Linked DNA regions of Gossypium hirsutum: all the other regions are linked to region 1. A link is a contact called in public Hi-C data. All regions are on one chromosome and are shown on one strand. The core of a region is the stretch at or near the end of the contact, and the rest is flanking DNA. Distances in the headings are between cores, read along the strand shown.

Region 1 (4,834 bases), core at 1,750-4,249:
CCCCAAATTGCAAGTCTGGGTAACGAACGGGGCTTCTATTGATGGCTTAGCTCTTTCTTTCCATATTAGCGATAAATAGAACATTGAATAGCTAATAATTGGGTTTCTAATATCTTTCATATTCAAACTTCTCAAAGAAAACTATGACACTTTTGATTTGTCATCATTTTATTGAAAACTATAAGGGTTTATATATTCTTTTGGTAGTGCTAATTAGCATTTGTTGTTTCTTCTGTGAGAAACTTTATTGCTGTCCATAGTAATTTGAGGCCAACTTCAATGAGATTTGAGTGGCAAGTGGTGATCAGGAAATATTGATATGCCTTTTTATTCTTGTTCATTTGCAATAGGTTGATACCAATAGCAAGCGACATGCTTTGTAGTTGAAGCTAACATGGTACATGGAACGACAAACAATTTTCTAGACCGTCAATGCATGTTCAAAGGGATTGAACAAGAAAAGTTTTTATTTTCAAAATTTAGGATGAATTGTTTTATGGCCTTTGAAGTATGGAATTGGCTTTGTAAGAATACTTGTGTTTTTATCAAAAAGCCAAGTTGTTTGATGATGCTTGTCTTTTAAATTCCCATCAACTGCTGCATTCAGTGGGTTGGTTTAGTATAAGATTTACTGACTAAAATGGCTACAATCCATTCTGTCAAATTAGGTAGTAACTTCTTGGATTACTTGTATCCCTTTTGTAATGGAATTTTTTTATTTCTGCAAGTTCATCTATGTCAAACTGACTTGTTGGTTTTGCAGGATCTGGAATTACAATGTCTTCATCATATCTTCCAGCAACCACCGATTCAATTGCTTGGGCCCTAGAAGCCAAAACACCATCTGAAGCCATCTCAATCCTCTATCGTGTATTACAAAATCCTTCATCTGCTCCTGATGCTGTGCGGATTAAAGAGCAGGCCATAACAAATCTGTCTGATCTTCTCAGACAAGAGAACCAAGCAGAGGAGCTCAAAAGTCTTTTGGCCCAATTGAGGCCCTTTTTTGCGTTGATTCCAAAGGCAAAAACTGCCAAAATTGTTCGTGGTATAATTGATGATGTAGCTAAAATACCTGGAACATCAGATCTCCAGATTTCTCTTTGCAAAGAAGTGGTGCAGTGGACTCGTGCCGAGAAGCGAACTTTCCTACGCCAACGAGTTGAAGCTAAACTTGCAGGCCTTTTGATGGAGAACAAGGAGTACTCGGAAGCACTTAATCTCCTTTCTGGCCTAATTAAGGAGGTGAGAAGGTTGGATGACAAGCTGCTTCTTGTGGACATAGACTTGTTGGAGAGTAAGCTTCATTTCTCTCTCCGAAACCTTCCAAAAGCCAAGGCATCTTTAACAGCTGCAAGAACAGCAGCAAATGCGATTTATGTCCCACCAGCTCAACAGGGTAATATAGATTTGCAGAGTGGAATCCTCCATGCAGAGGAGAAAGACTATAAAACTGCTTATAGTTATTTCTTCGAAGCATTTGAAGCTTTCAATGCTCTTGAAGATCCTCGAGCTGTCTTTAGCCTCAAGTATATGCTGTTGTGCAAAATAATGGTGAGCCAGGCTGATGATGTTGCTGGTATAATATCATCAAAAGCTGGGCTTCAATACGTGGGGCCTGAACTTGATGCCATGAAAGCTGTCGCTGATGCCCATGCAAAACGTTCCCTGAAGCTTTTCGAGATTGCTCTTCGTGATTTCAAGGCTCAACTAGAGGAAGATCCTATTGTCCACAGGCACCTTTCTTCCCTCTATGACACTCTACTGGAGCAGAATCTCTGCAGATTGATTGAGCCATTCTCAAGGGTTGAGATCGCTCATATTGCCGAACTCATTGAACTGCCTGTAGACCATGTGGAGAAGAAACTTTCTCAGATGATTTTAGATAAGAAGTTTGCAGGGACTCTGGATCAGGGTGCCGGATGTCTTGTTATATTTGACGATCCCAAGACCGATGCCATCTACCCCACAACATTGGAAACCATCTCCAACATTGGCAAGGTCGTAGACAGCCTCTATGTCAGGTCTGCTAAGATAATGGCGTAGGGTGTGATACCTAGGAATGGTTATATTATTAATCACTCTGCTTCGAGCCCGGGGAGAAAGTATGTTTGCGGACTGACATGTTTCAATGTTTCGGTTTTAATGGTGTATTGCGGAAGAACATTGGACTCAAATATGTGGTGTATTGCCTGATATGTTTCTAAAACTTTTTCTAAGTTGTCTTTCTTTGAATTTAGCTTGTTCACTTTATTTGGCAACATTAATTCTTTAATAGAATCACATCTTTTTAGGGATAAGTGGAACCAACTTTCTCATGACTTTGGAATTATATTCTCATCTAAACTTGGTTTTATCGGACAAGAAAAATAGGTATAGTTCAAAATTATCATTTTTGATACAATGATTAGAATTATTTATGATCCCTTTTTAACTTTTAAATAGGAAGATAAACGGGTTTCAGTGAGCTCGAATTCACATATTAATTTATCAATCAAGTTTTTTTCCTTAATAATTGTCGATTTAACTATTAAATGCAATTTGAATTTCATACAAAGTAAATTTTAAACTTTTGATTGAATATGTTAAAAAAGAAGATAGTAGTTAGCATTAATAAATTTGAAGGCATGTTAAATTTGAACTTTACATGTGAAAAATATACATGTATTTACAATTTGATTTGTGTCTTAGAGATGCTTTAATACAATAAGCTAAGGACTACACTAACAAATATTTTAAAGTTCGAGAACTGATTAAAAATTAAACCATAATTTCGAGACTGTATAGTGTAACTAATCCTTCTTTCTATTCAACTCATTTTGATTGTCCTGAAATGATTTTTGTTTCCTTATTTTTCATATAGATTTTTTATATACAACAAAATTATAACAGCAACAAAAATATTTTTTATTAAAATATTTTTTGAAGAAATTATGGAGATAATATGGTCCCTAATATCATATTAAATAATATGACCCTCCAGTATTTTATCCGAACAATATGTGACTGCAATTTATGATCATAGGCACAGCTTCTAATTTTAGTATGGAAAACTGAAAAATAGATCGGTCCACTCCAAAAGAAGAAGTTTTATTATTATTTTATTATTTTTACATTGACTCCGCCCAAACCGCACCAGAAAATATAAGCCACACAAAAAAACAAAAAAACAAACAAACAAACATTTCCGATCCGGAAAAAAGTTAGATCGTTGACCATGAACTCCGGCACATCCGACGGAGAATTGGCGGCGCGTGGATCGAGCGGGAGGGTGTGCTCCACATCGTCAGCAGACAAGAAAAAAGAGAAGGCAAGAGTGAGCCGCACGTCGATGATACTGTGGCATGCCCACCAAAACGACGCCGGCGCTGTCCGCAAGCTTCTCGAGGAAGATCGAGCTTTGGTCAACGCTAGAGATTACGACAGCCGTACGCCTCTCCACGTTGCTTCGCTCCACGGCTGGATCGACGTCGCCAAGTGCCTCCTTGAATATGGTGCCGATGTCAACTCCCAAGATCGCTGGAAGAATACGGTGCCGCTTTAAAGGCTTTCTTTCGTTTTCAATGTTCTAATATGGATTTAACCTGAATTTTTTTGATTTGATTTTTGTTCGCTTGATGATGATAGCCTTTAGCTGATGCAGAAGGAGCTAAAAAACATAATATGATTGAACTATTGAAGTCAAATGGTGGATTATCTTACGTAAGTTCAGAATTTTGTTTTGCAGTTTTCCATTAGAGTATTTTGCGAACTATTTTCTTTTGATATTTAGTCTAAAGTTAAAGGACTACTCAAAATACATGCTCTCTTAATCGCATTATTCGTTGTAATAAACCTTGATCGTGTGATGAATGATTATTTGCGGGGAATGACACTTTGATTTTATGCGACTACTCTGACTGTATCCAGTTTATGTTTCATTTTGGTCCACATTTATACATTTCATACTTGGTTCTAAGACTGAGGACCTATATATTGTGGCTGACTTGATGGTTGATATTATGGATTGTTTTATTTTTAAGAATTATTATCTTTTGAATGCCTGGAAGGACATCATATTGGATGTGGCTGTTTGGTCAGAACGTTGTTTAAAGTGATTCATATCCATTGATCTGATAACTTTTATTTTTGTTTTAAGTAATTCATGAACAGTTTCCTTAAAAAGTGAAATGGACCCTGCTTTTGGCTCTTAATAGTGCTTGTTAATTCTCTCTTATTATCTGATTGATTTTTGAGCTAGTAGAAATACTTGTAATTAAGACCTTGTTAGTTTTGCATTCTAACTTCTCTTGTGAGTTTTAAGTTAAAATTCTATTTGTTGCAGGGCCAAAGTGGAAGCCACTTTGAACCAAAGCCGGTTCTGCCCCCTCTACCAAACAAGTGTGACTGGGAAGTTGACCCTTCTGAGCTGGACTTCTCTAGTTCAAATATCATAGGAAAGGTGTGATTTCAATTTCTTACTATTTCTAACTTGCGGAGCAGAACAAAGCCCGCTTGCATGCATGCGAATTGCTTTTTTAGTGTAAAACGATTTTGAGAAAAACTGGTTGTTTTATTTTTGCATGATGCATCTACCTTGGTTTTTGGCTTTGCTTGGTAAAGAGGATGGAGAATGAGAAACCTAGAAATTTTTATCTAATTGTTAGGTTTCATAACCACTTCTAAACTTTGTAGCTTAAGCATTGGAATAAAACTTTTTCCTTCCTCCTTGTGATCCTCCCAACCAAGCAAAGCCATAATTCTTATCATAACTAAGACTAATGTCTTCTATCATTTTTGGTGTCTGAAGTGCCTGTGATTCTTAGATAAATCAGAGGGTTTATCATGGATGTAG
Region 2 (4,834 bases), core at 618-3,117, 350 kb before region 1:
ATGGCTAGTAGTAGATCACAAGAAATTTTATGCACCTGAACCATGTATGTCTATGGAAGAGTTGGAGAATCATCTTCAGCATAGTATGAGCTGCTAAAACCCATCTTGCTCGAGTTTTTGATGAAACAACAACAAATTCATCTTCATCAGTATTCCCAAGTAATGCTATTTTCTTGTTAGAACTCGATAAATATTAGCTGATAGCATAACAATGGACATAGCAATGGTCATCAACACAAAACAATTTGGCAAAGGTGGTTATGGTGTATCCAATATTGATTGACATTCACCATCCGAGGCTTCCATAGTGTACGATCTGCAACTGAAATAGAAAACCGTACTCATCATGGAATCCATGAGCACCACAAACGAATACATTATTACCAACAGAGGCCCTTCCCAGATCCTAGAAGACCCATCTCCATAACTTAATACTTTTACTCTATGTTCAAACAACCCTTCCACAAATGCTAAACCAATTGTAGATCCAAGAAATATCAAGAGACCAACTTGAGTCTGCCCCTTAATAAGAACACCGGCCCGAAGCATTGCCTGCGGTCCTGAAACTTCCTCCAACACGCAGATTACAATCCCGATATTGCAAACAACAATGGCATACGCGAAGGCAACCGAGAACACTAGCCCCATCATTATCACCGCATACACAATCAAGTCAGGTGCAAAGCCAACAACAGAAAGCAAGCTACATGCCACAACAAGGAAAACAAAGAAAGTGGTCACACAAGCAACAATAACCGTACACATCCACACATATGTGCAAACGAGCCGCCTCCAAAACTTTAGGATTATCGTGAAAAACTTTGAAGCATCGGCCGGTTTCCTCGAGTAAGTACAATCTACACAATAAACCACCGCAGCCTTGGATAACAAAGACAATGTGATGAACAAAGGGAAGCACATTGCGGAGGAAACAGCCGACTCGGCGAACCTTTGTGACGACTGTTTGATGAAAGGCTTCAATGGGAGTCCACAGGTTTTGGCAACTAACAAAAGCCTAACAGTTAATCTCTTCACAATGGAATGATCAACTAACAAATTAGACATAAAGACCAAAGATACAGGGCAAATAAACAAAACTGCAATGATAAAAAAACTGGACGAATTGTACCGTAAAATCCTAACAGTTTCTCTTAAGATCTCTAATGCATTCATCGAATGGAATTGGTGGTTATCATCACTAACATCATAGGATGATTCTAGCTCAAAACTTTCTTCATGGGTTTCCTTAGATCCTTCTTTCTCTAAATGATCTGATCTCATTCGTACGCTACCAGTTTCCATTTTCGTTAATCAAAACCCAGAAAAGATATCGACCCCAGCAGCTAAACAAACACAGGAAATTATATAAAACAGAAGTGTAAATCAGATCTGCAAGAGCTTGACGCACCTTTGTAATCCCCGAGAAGTTCACGAAGAAAACACAGTAAAAGTGAAAAGCATGAAGATTGTGGGATTGGAGGGAAATTCTCGAGTGTTAAAAAAAACAAGTCTTTTATGGAAGAAGAAGAAAAGAAAGATTGGTTATTAGAAAAAAAAAACGTACGAATTTGGATGTTATAGCATTGGCATGGCAAAACAAAGGGTATGTCTGAAGAAGTTAGCTGCCATTTTTTGAGGTGCTATGCCATCGTGCCGGCGTTCGTTAGTCTGTAACGGATTGAAAATGGGCTTTGCTTTTTTATGTTTTGGGGTTTTCAAGATTGGGAAATAGTTGTCAACACTGGACATGGAGGAAATCAGATTCAACAGGTGACTACCATTTTTGGAATTTGCGGCCTAAATCTTTTACAAAATTGGGATTTTCTTTATAAAAACCAATTGGGCTTTTGATTGATTAAACTAGGATAAACTACACTATACTCATTTTAAAATAGAATTTATTTTATTTTAATTATTTTTAAATTTAATTGCCTTAATTAAGATAGGCTCACGTGGTTAACTCATTGAGAGTAATTGAATCTTAGGATCTCTACATATTAAACTTTGATCAAATTAAGAAGATTTTGGTTCCCAGTGCTGCTGACAAAAAGTAAGGCGTCTAAAAGCTGGAAGCTTGACTTGAAGAAGTGTACACCTGCGCAGCTCAAAACTATCCAAGGTGAAGAAGCTTCTTCAACATTGGCACTCACACACACACACGTGCATATCTCATTGCCTGATCTGCTTAATGAAAGCATGGATGAAGTCAAGTAATTGTTATGAGAATGATGATTAATACAGATTTCAGGACATAATTCTTAAGTTCCCTAAACAGAGCTGCGGTGGAGATGGGTACGGTGGGGGAATTTGGGTGGCTTTGACTCTGACTCAGGTGAGGATAAGTGATAGGAGGCTTGAAGATGCTGTATGGAGATGGTGGTTGTTGAGCAGTAGAGAAAAAAAAAAGAGAGAGAGGTCCCAAACAAAAAATAAAATATCACTTTTCTATTATTCAATGGGTTAATTCAATGGGTTAACGTCTCAAGTGAGTAATTCATTAATGGATTATTAAAATTTGTAACGAAAGTGATTAATTCAAATAATAGTGACTAAAATATGAGAGTTTTTTATATAAATAATATAAAAAATTAATTAATTACGAAAATAAATTGGAGGATAAATTATTTATGAAAATATGTTGTTTGTTACAGTACCCGTCGGTGTAGCCTGACACATTGGTGGCACCACCCTCCTTTTTTAGCCAATCATTATGTAATCATATGTTTTAAAGAAAAACATAATCTTTTATTAGTGCCGACACTGTGCCAGGTAACATTGATATGTATTTTTCTAAAATGTCCTTGAAAATACGAGTATATATGGTAAAAAAAAATTGTAATGGAGTCACCAGTTTGTCAGGCGGCACCGGTGAATTTAAAAAAAAACAATGTCAGATAAAAAGCTGAGACAAGAAAAAAATATTTTTTAATGGGTGTCATCAGTGTGTCAAGCAACACCAATGAATTAAAAAAAACAGTGTCAAAAAAAGTTGAGACAGAAAAAAAATATTTTTAATAGGTATCGTCGGTGTATCATGTGACAACACTGATAATTTCAAAATAAATTATTTTTTAATAGGTGCTACCGATGCATCAGACAACGCCACTAATAATTTTTAAAAATATACATTTTTAATAGGTGTCGGTGTGTTTGGCAACACCATTGATAATTTAAAAAAAATTATTTTTTATGAGTGTCGCCAGTGTGTCAGACGACACTTGTACATTTAAAAAAAAGGTTGTTAGGGAAAAAATGAAAATCGAAAAAAAAATTATTAGTGGTGCTACCAACATGTTAGGTGACACCAGTAGTTTCGCGATGCTATCAAGATGTACCAACTAGTATTTATACCCACCCCCACCCCACCAATTCTATTGAAGTTTTGGGTTTCTGTTTAAATATTTTGTTTGAGTTGAAGTTTTTGCTTTCTATTGAAGAGAAGAAGAAAAAAGAGGAAAGATTTATGTTTAGTAGAAAGGGAGAAAACAGAAAAGAAAAGAAGAAATATTTGTGTTTTAGACTTCAAAAATCAAGTTTGAGTTTATAAGGTTAGTTTGTAATTATTTGTATGTAATTATATTTTTCAGTAGGATCTAATATTTTTTTTAAATAAAAGCTATTTTTTATTTTTAATTTATTTTATCCTACATGCCTCAATCATCTGTCGGTAGACCACGAGGGTTTTAGACTTCCCAATACCCGAACAAGTAAACCATTTGAAAATAAAGCAAACTTGTTTGAACAAATTTTCATAAAAAAATTCTTGATGGAAATTTTAAATTTTTTACCTATTTGCAAGTGGGAACACATGTGGTTAGTGACTCACTGATACTAGAAATGACATCTTGTACAATGCCTAGGACTATAGTATTATTAGGCACCCATCTATATCTTGTGTATAGAGCTTTGTCGCTCGAAAACACTTACAATATAATGTTGCTAATACTGCTGAGCCCCAACTGTATGAACAGGTAGCTTGCAAATCAGTCAATAGAGACGAGTATATCATGTGGACTTTACTATTTGCATCCGGCATAAATACCCCTTATCAGTTGCTCAGTTGCAGTATATTCGCTCGAGCAGCGCACATATTCTCCAACTCAGTGGCACTACTCGATAAGGTTTCAAAATTTTCCTTTAACCAAGATTTCAAAATGGTAAACCTAGCTTCACCATCAACGAGCGAGCGTCCAAGCAATTAATAGCAGAATGTCACAGGTTCGAACACTTTACCTAAACCTATGACCGCATCATTGTCAATTGGGAGCCCGAGTTTGTAATGCCCTAAATAATTTATTTCTATTTTTGTAAATCTTAACACAAATATGTATTTTCTTTAGTGATTAAGTGTTCTGGGTGTGTGTGTGAGGTCTTGGGTTCAAGTCTCACTTTTGGCAAATTCTGTTATTTTTTATCCTAGCCTTATCCCTGTTAGGTAGGCTTATGTATTATTATTTGTAAACTTATATTAGAATGAGTCTACTGGTTCGAGTGGTAAGGAGTTAGTTTGCTAGAGGTCTTGTGTTCAAATCCCTATGCGAGTGTGTGTGTTAATTTTTGTTTCGGATATCTGTTAGAGGTTTGATGGAGTTGGGAGTTTGAAGTAGTTAGATGTGGTTAGTGGGGAGGATATTATGGGATGCGGTTGTTAGTGGGAGTAGAGATGTTAATCAAAATCAAATTGATTATCTTTTTATTTTATTTTATTTTTTTCAAATTTTTTCTATCTTCCCAAAAGTTTGAAGTTAGTTTTCTCTTTTCTCTGCCACATTCTTCTTTCTCTTCTTTTTCCTGCAATTCTGTCTATAATCTTCTGTTGTATCATTGTATTTCA
Region 3 (4,834 bases), core at 1,370-3,869, 280 kb before region 1:
CGAGGAAAAAAATTATTTTAAGGGGGAGAGAAATATAAAACCCTTAAAACTATTATAGTTTAAAAGCAATAATAAATTGAGATTGTGTACAATTGATTACTCGATAAAGTAAAATAAGGAAATGAAAGTTATAAAAGAAAAGGTTGAAGAAAATCAAAGAAATTTGAATTGAGAATTATGTTGCGGTATACTAAATTAAAGTAAGGACTAAATCGTAAAGATGTAAAAAAATTTTGAGGTTTAAGTACAATTATTCAAAATTAAGGGTTTGAAGCATAAATATGAGCAAATTGAAGGATCAAAAGTGAAAATAACCCAATTTTTTATGACATGAAATTGGCATGCAGAGACCAAATTGAATAAGTGGAGAAATATAAGGGACTAAATTGTAATTTTATCAAATTAAGTGATGATTCTAGTAAATAATTGTGAAGGATGTTGAAGGGTAAAATAGTCATTTCTCAATTAAGATATTATCATAAAACATCAAGATTATTATGGATATTGGTGTTGTATTTTATTTGGTTGAAATATTTTTTTATTATTTTATTTTTAGATATTTTTATTAATTAATTAATAGTTAAGGAATTGGAAAAGTTGAAAAGAAAACATTGTTCATCTTTTCAATTATTCACATAGCACCATCCATGATAAGGAGAAAATTTGTTTTCTTTACACTTTGGTCATTTCATAAAAAGTCCACCATTTTCACCTAGAACTCAAACGAATTTCCATAACCATCAAGAAAGAAAAATGATAAGAAGACTATGGAGAGTAAGAATGTCAATTTAGATTCAAGAATATAGAAGTTGGAGGAGAGAGAAAGTAAGCTAAAGCTTGATTCCAAGAAAACAAGGTATGAATGTGAAGGTTTCATATTGTTTTCAAGTTTAATTTTGTTAGAAAAGTATAGAAAAGATGTTAAAGTGAAGATTACTCATGGAATGTTTTATGTTGTGATATGATGTTGAAGAAAGAGATTGAGAAAATGAATCAAGTGATGTGGAAAAATGGAAGAGCAATTAATTCTAAGTTGGAAAAGGTAAGTATCCATGAATGCTCTTGTTATTTAAGGATTAAAATTGTAAACTTGGCGAAGTTTTGTCGTAAATTAGTAAAATAAAGTGTAAAACAATTTAATATGTGAATAAGTTAATTAATGTGTTATGAGATGATGAAACATGCATAAAGTATTGTAAAGGTGAAATTGTGGGAAAATATGGAATTTTTATGATGCCAATGACTAAATTTTCAAACTTGAGAAAATATGTGGATGAAATAATAAAAGTGACATATACAGAAATTGATATGTGAAACAAGATATTGAGATAAATTGTGTGATTAAAGTCTAAGAAGAAAGAAAATTGATTTAATATGATTAATTAGTGAATATTAAACTTTTATGACCAAAAAAAGACTAAATTGAAAAGTTATGAAAGTTTACAAGAAAATATTTGATAAGTGAAGAATGTAGTAAAGAATGCAAAAATACACGATTATTGTAATTCAAATTACAATTGTTCTTTAAGTTGTGGAAAGATAATGATTGAAAATGTGTAAAATTATAGTTAAATTGTGAAATATTATATTGATAAATAGAATGTTTAAGAAAGTGTGATGAAATAGTATATGTATGAAAAGTGAAATTGAGACTAAATTACAAAGAATAGTGAATTTCATGATAAAAAAGACTAAACTGAAATAAGTTTAAAGTATGCAAATTATGTTCTGAAAATGAGAAAATGAAATAGACTCTCATGTGGTTGCCCAAGTAGACAAGATATGAACTAATAGGATATAGATGACATGCCATTAAGGAAAAATTAACACACTCTTTATTCTAATTACGCATTTCGATGTTGTCATGTTCTGACATAGCACTCCGATGCTACTCTGTTCTGTTATTGCACTTCGGTGCATTACTGTATTGTTTTCCTATATCCTATGCCTTTTGTTAAGTCTATGTTGGGCCTCTGTTGAATAATAAAAGATAATGATAAAATAAAAAGTTATGGTAAACAAGTTCTGATGAAAAGTTCCTGTTACACAGTGAGATGACAAGTAAAAAATTATGATAACAATTTCTATTAAATCGTGAAGTGATAATATAGTGAATTAGACTAGTAAAAGTTCTATTCCTATCAATCCATGAAAAGATAAAAGTGGTGAATTATGGTAATAATGAACCCTATAAATACTGAATGATCTGTTCGTTGTTAAAATATAATCTATTGATTATTAAGATATATTCAAGATTTATAATAGTAATCTAATAACTAGGATTCTAGTGGTGTCAAAAAATACGATTTCAAGACTTCGTTTTCATAAATTGAATCCGTAAATATTAAATAGTAATATTTGTAGAGCTAGTGTATTGATGAATTTAAATTTGGATAACTAATTTACATGAAATTATAATTAATTCAGGCATAAAGACTAATTATAAATTCTAATCGTTATAGATTTTTAATTAGGAAATAGATTGAGAACTTAAATTGTTATTAACCAAAGGTTTAAAATGATAAATAAAGTATTTTGAAATAAGGGATTAGTGCGTTATTACGTGAAACCAACCTTTCTCCCACTAAATTATGATTGAAGGACCAAAAAGTTGACCGGAAATGACGTGTCTCAATATCCACCTTAGTTAAAGTTGACCCTTCTGACTTATCTATAAAACCCTTTTTCCATGCATTATCTCCCCCTCCTTCCGCCATGGCAACGCCACCACCACCACTCTTAAAGATCGACCTTTGGGCCATCCGTTCTGGGTACAGCCGGATAATCAAAGCCCACTCCCGCCACTTCCTAGCTCTCTCACTCCTCTTCCTCCTCCCTTTCTCTTTCTTCTTATCCATCTACCCCTTCATCGCCATTGAATCCTACCTCAGCTTCCTTCAGCAAGATCCCTCCATCTTCCCCACTAAAATCTTTATCCTAAATGTCCTTTACACCATCCCCATCTCTATCTTCTCCCTGTTGGCCACCGGTTCCATCACTTATAGCATTTTCCACGGCTTTTACGGTCGACCCATCAAGCTTTTATCCGCTATTAAGGCGGCTTTCACTTCCTTCTTCCCTCTCTTCTCGACTTGCCTTGTAACCCAGCTTATCGTTTCTGGGATCAGTTTGATCCTTGGTTTAGCCTTTTCTGCAGTAGTCATTTTAGGCTTCCAAGTTCATTACCCTTCACCTTATTTTATTTTCCTTTGCCTTGTTTACGTGATTATTCTCTTGTTTATTGTGGTTCATTTACAAGTGAATTGGATATTTGCTTACGTAGTCGTCGTCGTTGAATCAAGCTGGGGGTTTGAACCATTAAAGCGAAGTCGAAATTTAGTTAAAGGAATGAAAGGGGTTGCTTTGAAGATTATACTGCTTTTCGGCTTCGTAATTTCCATTAATACCTGGCGCTCAGTTATGACATACAGGAATTCAGCTGCTGATAAATGGACAAGTTGGTTATTTGTTTTGAATATGGACGTCACTTCCACCTTCTCTATGATGTTAATGTTTTGTAATTTAGCTGCAAATACAGTTTCCTATATATATGCCACGGCTCTACATGGAGAGCTTGCTGAAGATGAGGAATTTGCAGTTAAGTGTTCAAGTTTGGCTGTGGATGATGCGAAAGTTCCTCGCGTTGTTTCAATGGTTTAATGCTTGATGAAAACAGGTAATTCGAGTTCCATTTATGTTCTGTTTTTTGTTTTTGTTTTTTTTTTTTAAGTCTTGCTTTGCATAGATAACATGCTTTCACCGGTGGTGGAAAAACTAACACGTAAGCGATTGAGAAGTAGATAGGAAAAGAAAAAATCAAAACAGAGAAAAATTAGGAGAGAAGGAGAATGAAGAGTTATAATTACATTAATGTGTAATTAAGAGGTTCTTTGACTTTTTATGCTTTTAAAATAAGGAAAACGTAAGCGAAGCAGGAGGCAGTTTACCTAGCTTTTACATCAATGAAGGTAACTTGGGCACAACTCACTTTTGGTTAGTTTTGTTAAACTTTGGTTTCTGGTGACCCCTATCCTCATATTTTTCCTCCCAAAATTTTCATCTCAATAAATTCAAATCCAATTAAAAACGCTAAAAATCAAAAGTAAAAAATTAATTTGTCATTCTCCTATTAGAAAAGAATAATGATAACGTAGAATCACAATTTCATATAACCCCTTCTCCTCCTGCCAAGTTTTAAATGTGGTAGGTCACAACCAACCCATCAATTAGTTTCTTTTTTTTTTTTTGTAATTAAAGTGATGCTGATAGGCTTTGACATAGTATCCATAAAAAAATATTTTTTCATATTTTTTCAATTTATTTTAATTGATACAAAATTTTAAAAATAAATTTACCAGTGCTGTCTGGCACACCAGAGACATCAATTAAAAAATATTTTTTGTTTTTTTTGCACTATGAATACTCATATTTTCACGAGTATTTCAAATACATATGAGTGTCGTTTGCCATAATGCAACAACAATTTTTTTTCCAAATATGATGATTGAGAGGAAAAATGGGTGGTGCTGCTTAACACTTAATCAGCACCAACAGTAGTCGTAGCAAACACGTCATTTTTGTATATAATTTTTCCTCCAAGTTATTTTCATAATTAATTAATTTTTTAGGGTTATTTAAAAAAGTTGAAAAAGTTAGTATATGATTCTATGTGAAATTAAATGTCAATGAACTAAAATGAATAAATGAAATAATACATTATATGGTTATGGTATGATGAGGGGTCGAGGAACAGTTGGGAATAGGGTTGGTGAATGAGGGTTACGGCAGGTGAAAGGGATACAGGAGTTCTATTTACGATATGTTCATGCTTATG

What was found. Hi-C and Micro-C count contacts between places; a contact is called where the count stands out from the background.
Region 2: a Hi-C map of leaf shows a contact between it and region 1, with 1.9 times the contacts expected there. The contact joins the promoter of LOC107918264 here to the promoter of LOC107920187 in region 1. A contact is called at or near these places in 4 of 34 Hi-C or Micro-C datasets (hypocotyl and leaf).
Region 3: a Hi-C map of leaf shows a contact between it and region 1, with 1.9 times the contacts expected there. The contact joins the promoter of LOC107920744 here to the promoter of LOC107920187 in region 1. A contact is called at or near these places in 2 of 34 Hi-C or Micro-C datasets (both in leaf).

What each region holds. Positions count from the first base shown.
Region 1 is chrD13:14,990,580-14,995,413 of Gossypium_hirsutum_v2.1, reverse strand. It overlaps LOC107920187 (integrin-linked protein kinase 1), which reads left to right and starts at 2,999. Exons shown (of 11, transcript XM_041108774.1): 1 at 2,999-3,532; 2 at 3,628-3,702; 3 at 4,325-4,441. The coding sequence starts at 3,218. LOC107920294 (26S proteasome non-ATPase regulatory subunit 11 homolog) reads left to right here. Exons shown (of 2, transcript XM_016849922.2): 2 at 764-2,297. The coding sequence starts at 778. The coding sequence ends at 2,046.
Region 2 is chrD13:15,334,646-15,339,479 of Gossypium_hirsutum_v2.1, reverse strand. It overlaps LOC107918264, which reads right to left and starts at 1,867. Exons shown (of 2, transcript XM_016847787.2): 1 at 1,565-1,867; 2 at 1-1,343. The coding sequence starts at 1,302. The coding sequence ends at 259.
Region 3 is chrD13:15,267,691-15,272,524 of Gossypium_hirsutum_v2.1, reverse strand. It overlaps LOC107920744, which reads left to right and starts at 2,619. Exons shown (of 2, transcript XM_016850589.2): 1 at 2,619-3,676. The coding sequence starts at 2,716. The coding sequence ends at 3,660.